6 separate regions of the Mus musculus genome follow, and regions 2, 3, 4, 5 and 6 are each linked to region 1. Evidence: chromatin contacts called from public HiChIP or PLAC-seq and promoter capture Hi-C data. All regions are on one chromosome and are shown on one strand. Each heading gives the region's core, a stretch centred on a gene start, on an enhancer-like site or on the middle of the called end of the contact. The rest is flanking DNA. Distances are from core to core; before and after follow the strand shown. Region 1 holds the start of Actn1 (actinin, alpha 1). Region 2 overlaps Rad51b (RAD51 paralog B). Region 3 overlaps Rad51b (RAD51 paralog B). Region 4 holds the start of Susd6 (sushi domain containing 6). Region 5 overlaps Rad51b (RAD51 paralog B). Region 6 overlaps Rad51b (RAD51 paralog B).

The links. Promoter capture Hi-C pulls out the DNA fragments that hold promoters and counts their contacts. HiChIP or PLAC-seq counts read pairs in DNA pulled down with a chosen protein or histone mark.
Region 2: a promoter capture Hi-C map of liver shows a contact between it and region 1, with 2.2 times the contacts expected there. The contact joins the enhancer-like site here to the promoter of Actn1 in region 1. A contact is called at or near these places in 2 of 39 promoter capture datasets (hematopoietic stem and progenitor cells and liver), 1 of 484 Hi-C or Micro-C datasets (CD4 T cells), 2 of 115 datasets of contacts at active chromatin or transcription factors (memory CD8 T cells and thymic regulatory T cells) and 2 of 9 other capture datasets (adipose tissue and liver).
Region 3: a promoter capture Hi-C map of second pharyngeal arch cranial neural crest shows a contact between it and region 1. The contact joins the enhancer-like site here to the promoter of Actn1 in region 1. A contact is called at or near these places in 3 of 39 promoter capture datasets (cranial neural crest, hematopoietic stem and progenitor cells and second pharyngeal arch cranial neural crest), 1 of 115 datasets of contacts at active chromatin or transcription factors (bone marrow-derived macrophages) and 2 of 9 other capture datasets (liver and pancreatic islet).
Region 4: an H3K27ac HiChIP or PLAC-seq map of extraembryonic endoderm stem cells shows a contact between it and region 1, with 2.4 times the contacts expected there. The contact joins the promoter of Susd6 here to the promoter of Actn1 in region 1. A contact is called at or near these places in 3 of 39 promoter capture datasets (hippocampal neurons, liver and neural stem cells) and 2 of 115 datasets of contacts at active chromatin or transcription factors (extraembryonic endoderm stem cells and pancreatic cancer cells).
Region 5: a contact with region 1 is called in an H3K4me3 HiChIP or PLAC-seq map of embryonic forebrain, with 4 times the contacts expected there. The contact joins the enhancer-like site here to the promoter of Actn1 in region 1. A contact is called at or near these places in 6 of 39 promoter capture datasets (cranial neural crest, hematopoietic stem and progenitor cells, liver and 2 more), 2 of 115 datasets of contacts at active chromatin or transcription factors (embryonic forebrain and pancreatic cancer cells) and 3 of 9 other capture datasets (adipose tissue, macrophages and pancreatic islet).
Region 6: a contact with region 1 is called in a promoter capture Hi-C map of pre-B cells, with 4 times the contacts expected there. The contact joins the enhancer-like site here to the promoter of Actn1 in region 1. A contact is called at or near these places in 4 of 39 promoter capture datasets (cranial neural crest, hippocampal neurons, pre-B cells and 1 more), 3 of 115 datasets of contacts at active chromatin or transcription factors (bone marrow-derived macrophages, memory CD8 T cells and pancreatic cancer cells) and 1 of 9 other capture datasets (adipose tissue).

Annotation. Positions count from the first base shown.
Region 1 is chr12:80,258,854-80,261,642 of GRCm38.p6, reverse strand. It overlaps Actn1 (actinin, alpha 1), which reads left to right and starts at 1,280. Exons shown (of 21, transcript NM_134156.3): 1 at 1,280-1,656. The coding sequence starts at 1,552.
Region 2 is chr12:79,648,252-79,650,951 of GRCm38.p6, reverse strand. All of the region lies in intron 7 of Rad51b (RAD51 paralog B), which reads right to left. Among named protein-coding and RNA genes, the nearest start is that of Gm36048, 150 kb to the left of the region's middle. Within about 2 kb of position 1,406, at least 43 of the 459 cell types and tissues checked have an H3K27ac peak or open chromatin away from gene starts, as enhancers often do. A contact at or near this core is called in liver, where this site is marked.
Region 3 is chr12:79,383,947-79,386,696 of GRCm38.p6, reverse strand. The region is part of intron 7 of Rad51b (RAD51 paralog B); the gene reads right to left. Among named protein-coding and RNA genes, the nearest start is that of Rad51b, 88 kb to the right of the region's middle. Within about 2 kb of position 1,301, at least 35 of the 459 cell types and tissues checked have an H3K27ac peak or open chromatin away from gene starts, as enhancers often do. A contact at or near this core is called in second pharyngeal arch cranial neural crest, where this site is marked.
Region 4 is chr12:80,789,076-80,791,901 of GRCm38.p6, reverse strand. Susd6 (sushi domain containing 6) reads right to left here and starts at 1,370. Exons shown (of 6, transcript NM_178682.4): 1 at 1,087-1,370.
Region 5 is chr12:79,534,394-79,537,194 of GRCm38.p6, reverse strand. All of the region lies in intron 7 of Rad51b (RAD51 paralog B), which reads right to left. Among named protein-coding and RNA genes, the nearest start is that of Rad51b, 240 kb to the right of the region's middle. Within about 2 kb of position 1,499, at least 39 of the 459 cell types and tissues checked have an H3K27ac peak or open chromatin away from gene starts, as enhancers often do. A contact at or near this core is called in embryonic forebrain, where this site is marked.
Region 6 is chr12:79,435,901-79,438,600 of GRCm38.p6, reverse strand. The region is part of intron 7 of Rad51b (RAD51 paralog B); the gene reads right to left. Among named protein-coding and RNA genes, the nearest start is that of Rad51b, 140 kb to the right of the region's middle. Within about 2 kb of position 1,445, at least 55 of the 459 cell types and tissues checked have an H3K27ac peak or open chromatin away from gene starts, as enhancers often do. A contact at or near this core is called in hippocampal neurons, memory CD8 T cells and pre-B cells, where this site is marked.

The DNA of each region.
Region 1 (2,789 bases), core at 31-2,530:
TGTATAAATTAAGCCCTACTGGTACAAGAGGGATGTATCTGTTGTCCACACCAGAATGCAAAACCAACTGCAGGTTTCCTTGTTACTGATTTTCATACTCAGAGTCCCTCAAAAGACCACTAGGAATCCGGGCGGCTTCTTCCCAGAATGCAACAGTGCTGGACCAACACATTTCCACCCTCCTTTACTGAGCCCAGGGAGTACCGCTAGCACCAAGCAGTTTAGTTAGTCTTGCGCTGTTTCTTCCTCCTCCAAGGATAATAAGGTTTTGTCAGGCACAAGGTTACACACAAAATGGGCCTGTAGAGTCCATGCTGGTTAAGTCTCTTGTCTAGCTCTGCTCTTTGAGTCTCAGTTTCTCCATCTATTAGGTGTATGCATCTGCTAGGTTTATGATACAGGTAGACCATTTTAGGGCTCTTCCTAGTTTCAGCAAAGTGTAGGTAGGGAAGCTGTAAAAGTGGGGAAGGAGGAAACTAGTCTCCAGAAGGTAGCTTCAGCTGTGTTAGTCCACCGGGGAATACCTGCCAAGGAACCTGGGAAGCCGGACAGCCAAGCTGCCACACAAGAAGTCCGCAGCGGGCCAGTGCACGGAACCCTAGAGAAGTACCCAAGGATCCTTGGCGAGGCGGGAAACTCAGTGGGCTGAGAAATGCCAGCTAGCCACAAATCTGGCTCTAGAAGGACAGGGATCAGCCTGGTCCCGAGGGGCGGGGCGGGAGCAGTGGTGGAATCAGGAAATTCCTTTCTACTGTGGGCCCTCCCAACCCCTTTCCAGGGTGCCGACTTGTCCCAACCTAGTTTCCCCGAGAAAGAGAAAACGAAATATGCCTTGGGTTTCCCCGCGCCCTGCTGGGGTTTGTAGCTTGCGTGGGACCGCAGGAACACCGGTGCGCCGGAGTTCTGGGCCTTCCCGCCGGCAGGGAACGGGACCAATCCTCAGCGACTCCTCGGGCTCCGGAGCACAGTGCCATTTGGTCCCCGAGCTCTGGGAGGCGTCCCCAGGCTCCACTCCGGTTCAGCTTAAGGTGGTGTCACATGAGCTGCGGGGGAGTGGGAACCCAGGGAGTGGGCGGTGGCGTGCGCGCCCGGAGGGGGCCGCCCAGTCCACCTATATGCACAGAGACCCGCCTGACGGATGCCAGGAATTCCCAATGAGAGGCGCTGGGGGGAAGTTTGGGCAACTCGGCCTGGCCAATGGAGAACCTCGGGAGGGCTCTGCCCCTTCTCCCCGCCCCCGCCCGCCTCTGCTCCCGCAGCGCGAGTGTTCACTGAGAGCAGTGTGCGTGGAGATTAGGTCCGAGCGCGCGCCCCAGGAAGGCAGTCCGCGAGCTCCAGCCGCCGCCGGCAGCAGCAGCCTCTGCGAACAGAGCCGCGGCGGAAGCGGGCGCAGGGGAGCGAGCCCGGCCCCGCCAGCCCAGCCCAGCCCAGCCCGGCCCAGCCCAGCCCAGCCCAGCCCTGCCGACACCCTCCCCACACCCGGGCAGCAGCCGCCGTCGCCTGGAGAGAAGGTGGAGGAAGAAATCCAGCTCCTAGCACGCACGCACCATCATGGACCATTATGATTCCCAGCAGACCAACGACTACATGCAGCCTGAAGAGGACTGGGATCGGGACCTGCTCCTGGATCCGGCCTGGGAGAAGCAGCAGAGGAAGGTTAGCAGCCACCCCCACCCGCTACAGCCCTGAGCCCTGATCCGCTCTGGCCGCTGCACTCCTGGGCTCCGGGTTGGAAACCAATTCCCGGCGCGCAAGAGCGGAGGCGGGGACATCGCGGCCACTGCGAGGTGGGGTATTGAGTTACAGGCACCGGGCGGGAGAGCGGAGCACCCCTGCCCTGGAGCCCGCGAACAGTTCGCCGCGGCGCGGGGAGGTGGCGCCGCCGGAGGGCAAATCGCCTCAGAGCGGGTGGTCCGGGCCACCCCGGTGCAGCCGAAACTGTCTCCCCGTGGGCAAGGCGCGGGGGCGATGCTCCAGAGGCTGGGGCTGAGACTTAGGCTCCATGGCTGCTTACTCGGGATCGATTTTCTCCTTCCTTCTTTTTCCTGGCGCCTCCATATGGCGTGCGGTGGCAGCACGCTTCCTGGGCCGCCCCTGGGGCTCTGTACCATAGGGGCAAGCTGCCCCGACTACTGCGCCCCGAGCTGGGTCTGCAGACAGTGGGCAGAGCCGGTGTCGGAGGGTTTGGCGACCTCCTCGGGATCTACCTGGAAGTGGACGTTCCGGAGTGCGGCTGGAGCTGAGAATCGGGGGTCGTTCGCGGGCTCCTCAGGGCCTTGTGGGGGCGGGGTCAGGACGGTGAACGGTTTTATTGCTAACTCAGTGAACTGGTGGCTGCAAACCCTCACATCTGTGTTCTGCCCGGTTCTTTTGCTGGCGAAACGCGAGTTTGAGTAGCTTGGCTCTAGTTGGGCTCCTGGTGGAGAGACAGTCTCAGGAGATATTTGGGGTTGTTCTCCGAGGATCCACGGCCCTGTATCCTAGTCGCCATCAGCAAGGTTCGGGATATGCTGCCCCGTCTGAGCTGAGAAATTGGCGATGGGTCCGGAGCGTAATGGCTATAGGCAGGAAGAGGTCAGAAACCTCTCTTGCTTGGGGAGGGGGAGACATTAACCCTGTCACGGCTTCCTGCCTGAGCAGAGAGCGCGTTCCTTAGGCGGCCACGTACCCTGACCCCCCAACACCCAACTCCCGTTCAGTCCCCCCCCCCCCACTTCGTGATCTGGGAATGGGGGGGGGGGTGTACAGGATGGCGCGTCCCTCTGGATAGTGCGGTTAGGGCTGGGCTT
Region 2 (2,700 bases), core at 157-2,656, 610 kb after region 1:
AACCCTGAGGAGGGAGTGTGATATAGACAGACACCTCATTTGTGGGTGAGCACCCCTGACACTTACTCTCCACACTTTGACCAGCTGTGAGTTTCTGTATTAACCACCACCATCCAGTGTTTAGGGAAACTTTTTCTAAGGAGTCTCAGGGTGGCACTAACCTACAGGGAGGGAGATGTGAGTTTAGAGTGCAGTTAGTGTCCATTTAGTGAATGAATAGGAGTAAGCTCAACCATGGGGCCTGTGAGCACCCCATCATGGGTTCTTAGCCAAATTTACCTGGTATGTGTTTCCTTCTGTGGACCGGGCTTTAAATCCAATCAGAAATTTGGGTCATCCTATAACATTCATCCCGCAATCATGGGCATATCTGACCATGAGGGTGACTGTTTGCAGTTCCCAGGATTCCCAGGGTCATATCTAGGTAACTCGGTTGATGACTTTTTTTTACCTCAGTGGCCTGCATAGCCCCTTACAGTACTATGAAAGCTACCCAGCAAAGTAAGCTTCCTGGTCAGTACTAACTTGATTTTTCCACATCTTATGAACAATGCCTTAACCAACAGGGTCTTACCATCAAGTTCTAGTAGGCAACTAGGAACAATGACAATAACTTGTGTTGTTTGGAGTCTCTAGGATACCTCTGATCAACAACTTGAGGTGAGGGAATCCCATATCTTGCACTGGGATTTTTGTTTGTCTTCTGGGATGAGCATAATCCTCTGTAACATGAACTTCAATCTCTCTCTCTCTCTCTCTCTCTCTCTCTCTCTCTCTCTCTCTCTCTCTCTCTGTCTCTCTCTCTCTCTCTCCCCCCCCAACACAAAGCTTATAAAATAGTAGGTTTCCACATGGTGTGTTCAAACAAGTTAGACTAAAAAAAAAAAGACATCATGAATATGAGAAATGCTATCATTCATTCTGTGTGTGGGCATGTTAGAGACAGATTTTATCATCTATTTTCCACTGAGTGAAGCAGTCACCTGCTTGAGTTCAATAGCCCAGATAACAGGAGGAGCATGCAGGTTTTCTTGATTCTCTTCCTTCCTAAAGTAACAGTAGGAAGAGGAGAGAGGGTCTCTGAGCCCAGGTCTATTTAGCAGGTGACTTCTTTATGCCTTGAAGTGCTGGCTTAGAGAATTCAATCTATTAGTCATGAACTATGGGATCTCATGTCCAGACATGTACTATAAAACTGTCCCAAGTCACTGGATAACAAGCCACCAGTCATACTAATAAATAACTCTGAGCTACATGGGCAAACAGCTACAGTTTCTGGAAAGACAAGCATGAAAAAGAGTCTACATAAATTGTGTCAAGTTTTCTGATACATTGGACTGGTCATTTCTGAAACTAAACTCTTCATGGAACTATTTGCAACAGAGTTCAAAGGGTAGACAGGAAAGAGAAACCATCACATGACGTCAGGCATCTCAAGGAGTTCTTTGCCCAGAACACCACTGTCTCCTGTGCCCACCCTCTGGCAGAAAATGAGCATAGCCTGCTCCACAGAATCAGTGAAGTTTCAAAATCGCCTTAACTAGCCAGGAGGGCTAGGCGCTGTGATTGTAAATAGGCAGCCCACTGAAGAACAGGGCCAGTGGGAGAGACAGCTTGACCAGAATTCCAGTATCAACTCTACTCACTGCCAGCCAGGTATAAGCACAGTGATGAGTCACTGCCTTTCCTGGGCTCCAAAGGCATAATCATTCTTTTTGTACTGAGAATAGTCTATCTGCTCCAGGAACATTTTTTAAAATATTACTTTTTGTACCTTAAAGCATCCTAATTGCAGAGATGACAGTGACTTGGTCTTTTTATCCAAACAAAGCCTTGGGTGAGTCAGACAGTCTGAATTTTGATCCCAGATCTGTTAAAGCTTGTAGAATGCCTTGCTCTTAAGGAGACAGAGGCCGGAACTTTCCTGTGAGAAATTGTTCAGGTTCATTGAGCCCTTTCATCGCCAAGGCTTGAGAAATGTCCTGGAGTGATTTTTCAGCATGCTCTACTCTTGCTTCCCGACCATGACAGTGTCTGGCCAACCCTCCTGCTCCCAGAGAGCCCCTGGGCGAGGCAAACAGAAAAAAGAGAGCAAGCAAAGGAAAGAGTTCTCTCTCTCTCTCTCTCTCTCTCTCTCTCTCTCTCTCTCTCTCTCTCTCCCCCTCCCTCCCTCCCCCCACCCCGTGTGTGTGTGTGTGTGTGTGTGTGTGTGTGTGTGTGTGTAGAGAAATGGATTAAAAACAGGGTAGGCTCACCATCAGGTCCAAAGGGCTGTGCTCCCAGGCATGGGCCCCCATTCCTCCCACTGTCTTCCTACCCGCTTCCATCTTTGGAAAGAGATATCCAGCATTTGTTGTGAGGGAAAGTCAGACTAAATATTCTGGAATTTGAGTATCACGAAAACAAATCTGGTTTTACTATTCACTGGTTTAGTTTTGCCAAGCTCTGGAAAATTATAAATCATTCCATGATGAAAAGAGAGAGAGAGAGAGAGAGAGAGAGAGAAATAGAGAGAGATCATGTCCCTCTTCAGCTCAGAGAATATCAACTATCAGCTCTACAATAAAGAACCGATAAGGCTTTGGGATGCCAGTCTGCTATTTCCATTGTGAGGGACTGAATGTAGGACAATGGCTATCTGGGAAAATGTGAACGTTGTCAAGGCTTTTCTTTTTTTTAAATATTTGTCATAAAACACCA
Region 3 (2,750 bases), core at 52-2,551, 870 kb after region 1:
AACCTCTGCAATATACCAAGTGGTTCAGAAAAAAAGGTACATTGCTAACATATGTGCATGTATGTATATGTGTGCATTTCAAAAACTAAGAGAAACAGCAACAAACTGTGAACAATAGATAAAAATGTGTGAATGGCTTATAAGACTTGATTGTACTATACTTATACTTTTTCAATTTTTTTCTATAGAAAGAAATTGAAATTAATTATAGGTTGATTCTACCTTAATCAACCTATAAGCTAAAATAAGACCTTATAGAAGAGCCAGGATACACATCTGCAGTTCCAGCTGCTCAGGAAGCTTAGGCAAGACGATCTCTTGAGCTAGTGAGATCTAGGCCAACAAGGACAAAATGTGAAGACCACATTCAAAGAGAAGAAAAAGGAAGAAGAAAGCTTGGTACCAGATTTGGAAAGGGTTTGAATGTAAAAGCGAGGAGTGTTGGGAGGGGGCGAACAAGAAAAATGTATGAGAACACACATGTCTGAAAAGGCCGTAATGATACCCACTGCTTTGCATGCTAACTTAAACATCAATCAAAAATAAGATGTAAAAAAAAAAAAAAAAAACCAGCCTAGCAAACAAACAAACAAGGAGGAAGAGGAGGATAATTTACTAATGCCTCAGGTAAAGAGTGACTTTGAAAGAATTCCAGTAAATAAACCAACAATGTTTATGAATAATCCATAATGTGTTCTGGATTTATGAAATAAATTCAGAGAGATGGGCAAGTTATTATTAACTTACTCATAAGGGGTTGCTATGACTTCCAAGAACAAATGAAATCTTTTTAATAAACACCTAGCTCTGGCTGGAGCGAACCCTACTTGGGGAAGAAAGCATGGTGTGGTTCAAGCTTGGACTCTCAGTACTAGGAATGCAGGGTCAGGTAGACCTGGGGCTTGCTGGCCATCTGGGTTAACCTAGGCAAGCTCTAGGTCTCAGTGAGAGACTCGGTCTCAGAGAACAAGGTAGACAATGATGGAGAACAATACCCAAGGTTGACCTCTGGCTTTCACATGCACACATGCACATAAATCTACACACACACACACACACACACACACACACACACACACACACACACCATAGAGGCACCTAGCTCAGCCCATTTGTTTACTTGCAGAAATTATGTGACCGTCACATTTACCAATGACAAGTATGCCCACAGGTTGAGAACCACCGCTCTGGAGGAAACTATAAATCAGGCTTGTGGAGAAATGGTGAGGGGACAAGGTAAATAGAATCAGTGTAAAGAAGGGCGTGGCGTTTAGACTCTGCTGGTGACACCAGGCAGAGCAGGTGGAGAGGGGAACAGTTAACTCTGGGAAGATCACGGAGCCTCCAGTGGCAGCTCTGAAATGCCTTGAGGTAGTCAAGCAAAATTATTTATTTACTTAAAATGTTCAGGCCTGTTCAAAATTAGAATTGAATGCTCTGTTCTAACTGTACTCAATTAAATATTTTCAAGCTATATGCAAATCATAATTGCACTTTTAAATTTTACTCTTGTGGGGTAAAAACAACTCTTAACACTTATCTCTAACAGCAGTGAAGCCTCGGGGCTCTAGAGCTGTTCCCAGTGAACTCAGGGCTTTCCTTGCAAAACCTCCGCACTTCGCAGTTTCATGTTTATATCATAACCAGGGAGTAAAGTACACTGCCCCCTCTGCACCCCACCCTGAACACACACCCTGCTAGCAAGATAAATCGGCCAGCTTTCGGCATATGGAAGCATTTTTATATTGTCAGCTCTGGTGGGGTAGGGAGGAAAACAATTTGCAAATGCCACTCAGTGAAATACACACTTTCAAGTAAGCCTGATTAGAGAAAGGTTCGTGTGGCAAGCATCGCATTCAGTAAATCCTTCCCCTTTCGTGGAGAACGGAATGTTAACTTTGTATAAAATACAGCAGAGTGATCAAGAAAGATGGAAATCAAGTAAAAACTGTAAGATTCTTCAGGACATGGGAGATTATTAAAGAACTGGTCTGAAATATGTAAGCAAATGAGCTAATTTTTATTTTAAATTCCTTATCCAAATAGTGAAGTGTCGGGAAAAGGAATGGGGCTGGGGAGGGGGGCAGCTAGAGAAGGCTAAGCAGACTCTTCAAAGAGCCGCACCAGGCTCCTCCTGACACCCCCCAAGCCTGCTGCTCCCCCTCATTTCTTTACCTCCTTTCTATAGAGCAGGAGTGGTGCCTGTGCAGAGCACACAGGACTCACGAGAAGACAACCCAGAGCCATCATAGGGTGGCTATCACCAGGATGCTCTATGGAAGGCTGGGCTGCAGACAGGAGGTACTGGGGTGATCTAGACAGTAAATGTGTATTTACATATCCTGTATGTCTTGCTTTCCCAAGGGCATGATCCCTCACCCCACTCCCCCAAAATCACTAGCAAAGGACCAAAGGCAATAGTCAAAAGGTGGAATCTTTTCTAGCCCTTGAATTTCTCTAATTCAAGTATTTCTGCAATAGAGTAAGGATTTTTTTTTTCCTTAAACACACATATGCACAAATAACAGGGAGAGACTGGTTTTTGTTTTGTTTTGTTGGGTTTTAGTTTTGTATAAACATCAGTAATTTAGCCACAAGGAAACCAAAAATGTTCAAATAATAACCTGAATCACAGACTCAAATTATAAGTAATCCTAAAACCAAGCCTAAACAGACTATGCGATGGCTCTAATGGAAAAAGACAAATGTTGAATCAGTGTCTCAGGCATCAGCAGAGAAGCTCCCTCTTG
Region 4 (2,826 bases), core at 121-2,620, 530 kb before region 1:
TGAAATACAGGAATCCACTCCCACCCCCAACTCAAGACAGTTCTCATTTCTACTTGAATGTGCATCTAATGAAAAATGCAAAGCTCAGAAAACTAAGAAGTCAAAGCCAAGGGCATGTCTCTACTAGTCTCCACTAGATGGTGACAGCCTGGGTGTAGAATTCCCAGAGCACAAAAGTGTGTGTGTGTGTGTGTGTGTGTGTGTGTGTGTGTGTGTATGTGTGATTTTATTATTATTATTATTAACCAAAGGGATTCTAACACCAAAAACCGATTGACCAGTGAAAAGTGGAAAGTCACTGCGGATCTTGCAGATCTAGAAAGGACTAAATACCCATGGCTTAACTGAAAAGGATAATGTCCCCGCACCTCTCTTCGAACCCCAACCAACAAGAGCAACAAAGGGCAGCACACTACCTTGTCACCAAAGAAGTGTGTGGCAACAACATTGGGCCTCTGCTGAACTAATGTAAAGTTCCCAATGAACTTAATGCCTCTTTGGGATCCCCGGCCTTGCTGCCCTCCCAATTCCGTTACAGGTAAGTTTTTCCACCATGGTGGCTGTCCCGGGAGGGACCATCAGTCTCACAAGTAAGAAAGTCTATATGTAGTTACAGTAAAACCGAAACAAAACAGGAAATGGGTTCGGCAAGTTTCAGCCCACATAATAAGAAAAGTTTTTGCGACTGAAGAGGCGACCAGGCGCTGGGGCTCCAGAACGCTCCCGCGCACAGGCGAGCGGCTGCAAGGTTTCCTCAGGAAACCCACCTCGGCCAAGCCGGTCCCGCCGTGCGGAACCGCGGCTTCGCTGGACTGGAGGGCCTCCGCCTTGCAGCGCGCTCCACCGAGCCCGATCTGCTCTCCGCTCTCGGGCACCGGCACAACCACGCCGCCGCCCTCGGAGCGGCCCGACCCGGCTACTCCCGCGCGGCTCGCAGTGCTGACACCGGCCGGCGCGGTAGCAGGCGGCCGCGCAGAAGGCCCGCGTCCCTGAGGAAGTGCTTGCCCGCCAGTGCCCTGACAACCGGCCCCGCGCGCCGCTGACACAAAGCCGGCCCCTCCAGCCCGGGCGGCGGTGACAACTCACCCGGGAGCGGCGCCGAGACCTCCGGGAAAGGGGGCGCTAGCAGCTCCCGCGTCGCCGAACCCGCTCCGCCGCTGAGCGCGCCCGCCTGCCTGCACTCCCTGTCGGGTCCCCCGCGACGCCTCGCGTGCCCTGGTCTGGCTCACGCGGCCGGGCGCTGACGAAGGAGGAGGACGAGGACGAGGACGCGAGCGGTGGCCGGCTCCTGAGGATGGAACGCGGCGGCGGTGGCGACGGCTGCGCCAGCGTCACTGGCCCAGCTGTACGACGCGGGCGGGGGAGGCCCCGCAGAGGGGGCAGGGCAGGGACGAGGCCTGGGCGGGGTCAGGCACGCACGCAACAAGCGCAGGCGTCGCGCCGCTGCGACCGCCCCGAGGAGTCACGCGCACGCGCCTCTGACCTTGTCTGACACGCCCCTGGCGGCGGGGGGAGGGAACCTTAAAGAGACAGTCACTCGAACTGCTCTGGCTGTAATACTCTAGTTAAGCCACCTTCCTAGAGGGCCCTCCGGTTCTTTTACTGTTATTGTTTGGTTATTATTTGGATGTTTTAATTACTGTCATTTGCAAGGAAGTATACTGTTGTTTAAGAGCCTCTTCTACACACGTCGCCCATTTAGGTCTTGAATCGCTTGCCTGACCTATCTTCAAAGCAGGTTATTATCTCCCTATTAAGCTGTACTCTAGGTTAGGGTGTGTAACTTAACTATCTCAAAAGTGTCCCGAGGGGGTTAGGTGGGGGTGGAAATGTAGATCAGGCCATTCTGATTCTATAACGCTGGGGTGGGCTTCAGGAATCTTTTTAATGGGTGTCCCTGAGTGCTATTTCTGCGCACTCAAAAACACCTGGCAGATCTTAAATGGAGGAAACTGACATTCCAGCGAGGCCTGGGGAACCTAGAGCTGCAGGCTTGGCCCCTAGCTTTTTGCTCTGCTTCTGAGCCTCCTTGAATTGCTTTCAAGCGCGTCTTAGGTGAGCAAATTGAGCACTGGTCAGCTGCATCCATTTAACAGTGACTCTCACTACAGAGGGGTGGCCATATGACAGTAGGAACTATCTCTTTGTGCCTAGGTACTTGGTACTAGGTACTTGGCCTGTCTTAGAGGTGCTCAATAAATGTTGAAGCACTCCTTGAAAATCAGTGACTCATAAATTAAGAAGGCCTGTTAGCCTTTTCTTTTTTTTTTCTTTCTTTCTTTTTATTTCTATTTATTTATTTATTTATTTATTTATTTATTTATTTCGAGACAGGGTTTCTCTGTGTAGCCTTGGTTGTCCTGGAACTCACTCTGTAGACCAGGCTGACCTCGAACTCAGAGATCCGACTGCCTCTGCCTCCCAAGTGCTGGGATTAAAGGTGTGCCCCACCATGCCCAGCCTTTTCTTTTATCTGTGCAAGTGCCCTACCTAGGATCTACTGGAGTTTTTTGTTTCTTCTTCTTCTTCTTTTTCTTCTTCTTCTTCTTCTTCTTCTTCTTCTTCTTCTTCTTCTTCGTTCTCCTCCTCCTCCTCTTCTTCTTCTTCCTCTTCCTCTTCTTTCTTCTTCTTCTTCTCAGTTCTCCTCCTCCTCCTCTTCTTCTTCCTCTTCCTCCTCTTCTTTCTTCTTCTTCTTCTTCTTCTTCTTCTTCTTCTTCTCAGTTCTCCTCCTCCTCCTCCTCTTCTTCTTCTTCCTCTTCCTCCTCTTCTTTCTTCTTCTTCTTCTTCTTCTTCTTCTTCTCAGTTCTCCTCCTCCTCCTCCTCTTC
Region 5 (2,801 bases), core at 250-2,749, 720 kb after region 1:
CCACCAATTCAAAATGTACCTGTCTCAACTACATTGTAAGAGTCTCACATGAATGAGTATCACTGTTGCTCCCTAGGCCGCAGCACCGTCAGGGACCTAGCAACATGTATTTAGAGAACTGTGTGTGATACACAGTATCAGACCGAGAGAAGGAGAGATATTTTTTCTTTTCTTTCTTTTTATCTAGCCCACCATTCCTCCTTTCATCTTTTCTGAAACAGTCTCCCTGTTAAAGACTACGGGGTTTTGCAACTGTCAATGGCTGGGAGTTAGCATTTCTAAACATGAAATTCTAATTTAAATGTACTTAAAGGTTCTACAGAATAATATAATAAACACCCCTTTACATAAGACACAAAACATATTCAAATGACACAATTTTAGTAGCCAGTAATAGAAAACAAAGCTTGTGGGGCTAGAGAGATGGCTCAGCGGTTAAGAGCACTAGCTGCTCTTCCAGAGGTCCTGAGTTCAATTCCTAGCAACTATATGGTGGCTCACAACCTTCTGTAATGGGATCTGATGCCCTCTTCTGGTGTGTCTGGAGACAGCCACAGCATACTCATAAACATAAAATAAATTTAAAAAGGGAAAGAAAAGAAAGGTTATAACAGCCCTACCTAAGCAAAGTATAAAATATTTTGGGAGAATGGCTTGAGTTCCAAATAATAACAATAAAAACAAAAATAGCATCAAAATAAAGCCGGATGCATTAGGAAGCTGCAGCCTGTCCCAATAAGACTCTCGCCCGGGCATCCTTCGCCCTTTCCACTGTATCCTTCCCTGAAACTACACTAGCACATGAACCATGTGTTGGAACCATAAAGAAAATGCCCTTGATTTAAAAAGAAAAGAGGCCAGCATTTGTTGCACTCTATGCCTGCTGAGGCTCCAGGGCCAAGAGCTAAATAAACTGCAGTACAGCGATTAGGAAAGCAGCAACAGCTAAAGTAATCCCTCCTAAAAGCTGTAATAGGAGAGTGCCAGGAACAGAATGCTCCAGGAGACAGGAGCCCATGTCCTAGGACCTGGAATAAAGGTAGATTTTAAAGGGCAAGTCTGAAATGTATTTGCTGAACACAGCTCGCCTTGCTAAACCTGGTTTCTGTCATAGCGATTATGCCCTCAATTTCATGAACATCGTGTTTGCTCGGAAAGGAAAAAGAAAGAAAGAAAGAAAGAAAAAAAAAAAAAAAAACCAACAACCCTGTTTTTGTAGTAATTGCACATCAATACCAGAGACCTATTATTTCTATTAAGTTAATTAACCTATTTTTGAAAAGTATACAAAATAGGTCACTTAAGTGGGTGTGACCTTACCCAGTGAACTATGCTTTTAAACTGTCTCCAACTACTAAGATTTATAGACCCCTTTATCAACATCTTGGTTTGAAAAGGCTGGCTGAGTGAAAGGCATGCACACCAGGCTAAGACGGCTTTGGTCTCTATCAATCAGCCCATTATAACTTAATGATATTTAGATGAGGTGATTAGATTTTCAAATTGAATGCTGTTTAATCTACATTCCAGAGTGCTTATGTAATCAGGCCACATTTCTAAGGCTCGGGCAAACAGTCTGAAGGAGAGAAATTTGTATCTGAGATCAATTCAAATACTGTTCCTCCCCGTCTGAGAAAGGAGAAAAGTGCTTAGCCCTGGGAGTGTTTGCAAGGGGTGGGAGCCACAAAAAACAAAACAAAACAAAACAAAACAAAAGAACAAAAACAAAAACAAAAACCCCAAAAAACAAACTTCTAAATCATTATTCATATCGTCATTGAAAGCACAGCCAGCTTCTGCACCGCTGAGCGGCATGCTGGGTAGTAAACAAAAGTTCTGCCTCCTATTTTGTTCCCTATTAGATGGAATAAAATCCCAATAGAGAAGAGTTTCTATTAAATGTAAGAAAGTTGCAGGTAGAAAGTGGTCAAGGGTCTCTGCTTCTGTACCACAATGGCTGGCCCATGTTAGTGATGACATTTGTGCTCTAAATAACATCTAGTGACTAAAATCACAGCCCGCACTTGAGAGCTCTCACATTCTTAGGAAACCAGCTCATTTGAGGGTGTGTACAAATTAACAGGCAAACCAAGCTTCAGAGACTAGTCTTAGAATCTGTAAGCTTGCATTATATACACATGACATCTCCTTTCTTTCAAGACTTCAACTGCAAAACACTGCACAATGTCAAAGTCATAGCACCTCAGATCTCCTCACCCTTTAAGGCCCATTGGTGACCCAGGCACTTAGAGTCTGTCAAGCAACTTTTAGTGGAGGAGTATGTGTGCCTTGGCACTTTAACACCTCTGGGGGTGGGGAACTCAAGGCTTGTTTTGTCTTTGAAGTTCCAGGTCCTGTTTCTAGCTTTCCTTTTCCTTCAACACTGACTCTGGTTTGCTTCACTCTAAGGGAACCTGGCTACTTGTAATTTCCTCTTTATCTTGTTATCCTTCTTTTTCTCACCAGCTTTCTATCTTTGTATAATTCCTTTTGCAGAAAGACTTTCTCATCTCCTTAGGTTCAAGTCCTATGTACACCTCACAAGTGTGGTTGTGTTGTCCCACATAATCTTAACTATTTGGCTTCTGGAAAAATGGATATAAAGAAGTTGTAAACTCAAAGACAGCAGATAGAGCAGAAGTTTGGGCTCAGAAAGGGACCGAATCTGAACGGAACAGAACGACAGCCAAAGTGAACCTTATATTTGTGGGAGAGAACACATCCTCACATACCAGTCCTTTGCTCTCCCCAACTCCCCAAACTTTGGCAATCAGTTGTTTCTGAGCCACTGAAAATTAGGA
Region 6 (2,700 bases), core at 196-2,695, 820 kb after region 1:
TCGGGTAGAGGTTTAACCAGTGGAGTCAGAGGTGGTATCAATAGACTCCAAGACCTATGTGGATCAGGCCAATGGGAGTTGAGTATGTGTCCTATGTCCCCGTGGATGAGCAGTAGCAGCTGTGCCATCTTCACATGAGCATAGCCACCCTAGTGCCATATCAGGGTTTGAGTGAGGTGTTTGTTGGTTTGAAATGTTGGCTTCCAGTGGGCTCCAAATCAACCATCAGCCTGTTCCTAGGGAAGCCGCACCAAGTCAGACCACAGTCCTTCTGGTGCTCTGTAGAGCAGTGCTAGGGCAACTAACAGCTAAACTCTAACCAGAGCTGTATCCTGACAGCCTCACAGCACAGTGTAGAGGACAAAAAAGCCACCACTTTGGGTTCCAGGATGTGGGCAACACAGGCTCACCTCTGTCCGTGCCACCACCCCACACTCTGCTGTTGTGAGCCTAAACTTCTTCATGCTTTCCTAGGTCCCAGGAGCCCCTTTCCTGAGTATGTGTTTATCATAATCACCTTTTAAACATAGTAAAAATTCCTATTTTTCTATATATGCACAGAGCCCCTAAGTCTGAAAATTTGATCAATAACACAAATTAGAAAGAAAAGAGCACTTATTGACCTCGTAAATTGTAGTTACATATTTACATGTGCATATTCAAGTAGCAAAAATAGAGAGAACAGAGGGAATGAAGTGCCATGGGAGTCAGCACTCACCTTGGGAACAGGTAGTTGTTCTTTGTTTTTCCTTATTCTTTTCAAGTTTCCCACCATGCAAATGACTTTCTTTAATAATCACTATTTGCATAACTGATTTTTTTTCAAGACTTTACACATAAGAGGAGCCAGTGGGGGCATTTCCTGCCCTGGCAAGTATAGACTGACAGAACTTTCTCTCTTTGAAGCCGTGGCTCCCTCAAGGACGAGACTATAGCTCTTCCGGGGAATCTTATTTTCCTTCTCTAATACTTGGTCCTTCTACTTCTGCAAAAGTTGCCCAATTGCTACTCTTTAGTGTCTTAGAGAATGATCATGTATACTGCACACACAGACACAAGTAGACTTTAGGTTTACTTCTAAATACAGCCTTCATTTATGTAGCTAGATGTTTTAATAATCTCCTGTGCTGAGTATGAGATGTGAAATGTCTTTTAATACTGTGGGTAAGTAGAAAAATTTACTTACACACACACATACAGAGAGAGAGAGACAGAGACAGAGACAGAGGCAGAGAGAGACAAAGAGACAGACAGATGGACAGAAAGAGACACAGAGAAACAGAGACAAAAAGAAATAGGAAAAAGGAAATGAAAGAGATACGATAACACTATTAATCCTTGAATCCTTTTCGTCAAAAAGTTGCAATGCACTTAGTATAAATGCTGTGCTTAAGCAGTGCCTTGGTGTCATGTCACCCTGCTCACTGGGAAGTTGCAATACTTAGGCTCATTTTAAAACTGAAAACCACAGAATGTATCCAGGTCTGATTCACTGACAAGTATCAATAGTACCATTTTTATACTGAAAACCACAGAAAGTGTACAGATGGTTTTAAACGTTTTTTGGAGCAATGCTCTAAAGAGCAACATGATAAACCAGCGTTTCCCCAGAATCTTTCCTCATGCTGAGATGTGTGAGCTGAAATTCCCACAGGGCACCTTTAGGGCTAGTTGAGGCACCCCCTGGGGCATCACCAAGGAAAGAAAACAGGAAAGCCCGCTTCCGGACTTCAAGAAAGAAAGAACCCATTTATATATTTCTGAAACTCATCATTTTTCTAAGTGTTATGAATAAAATATATTGTCACCCTGACAGTTTGTCTGTCTTCCTCTTGTTTCTCCAAGTCCATGTAACACAAGGCCTGTCCCCATGTCATTAGTATTTACTGTAGAGGAGCAATAAATACATTACTGATGTATTTTCAAATATTTACTCATGAGAAGGCTCTACTTCTTGACTGTAATTTAAAAGGCAGGTGAGCAGACCGCTTCAGAATGCACAAGTCAATATGAAAAACTACATGTAACGTTCCTGACTTCCCCAGTCTTCTTTAGTTTTAGCTTCCTACAAAGGTAATGGTCTTTGGCATAAAGTAGTATTCAATACTGGATTGTATATTAAAGATACAGAACACTGGAGAATTAACTGAAGCAAAAGCAGAAATGAATTAATCAAGCCCGCCTATGGAAAAGGCGCTGTGGCAGAGGTGAAGCTCAGGACAAAAGCTGTGCTTAAAATGTCGCTGAGCTTCCCAACAGCGAGCGGGAGCCCAAGCTTTAGGGCTGCTTCACAGCCTAACAACCCATTCAGCGTTTTAAAATTTGACTCATTGATCCACCCTCGCCTTTCAACTTCACCAAGCCGCACCCACTGCAATAGATGACAACTGAACACATAAATTGCAACAGTGTCCCCACTAGTGATCAATATGCCCTAATTAAGTTATAATAACTGATAAGAAAAAGAGAAAGAAAGAAAGAAAGAAAGAAAGAAAGAAAGAAAGAAAGAAAGAAAGAAAGGAAGGAAGAAAGAAAGGAAGAAAGAAAGGAAGAAAGACAGACATAGGTTAGGGAAAGAAAGAAGAGAGGTAGGTTATCATTATTTACTGACTTATCTGTTTTAATCTAACCAGGACAAAAGTTTAAAAAGAAAACCATGGATTTTTTTTTTTTTTGTATGCCAAAATCAAATACATGTGA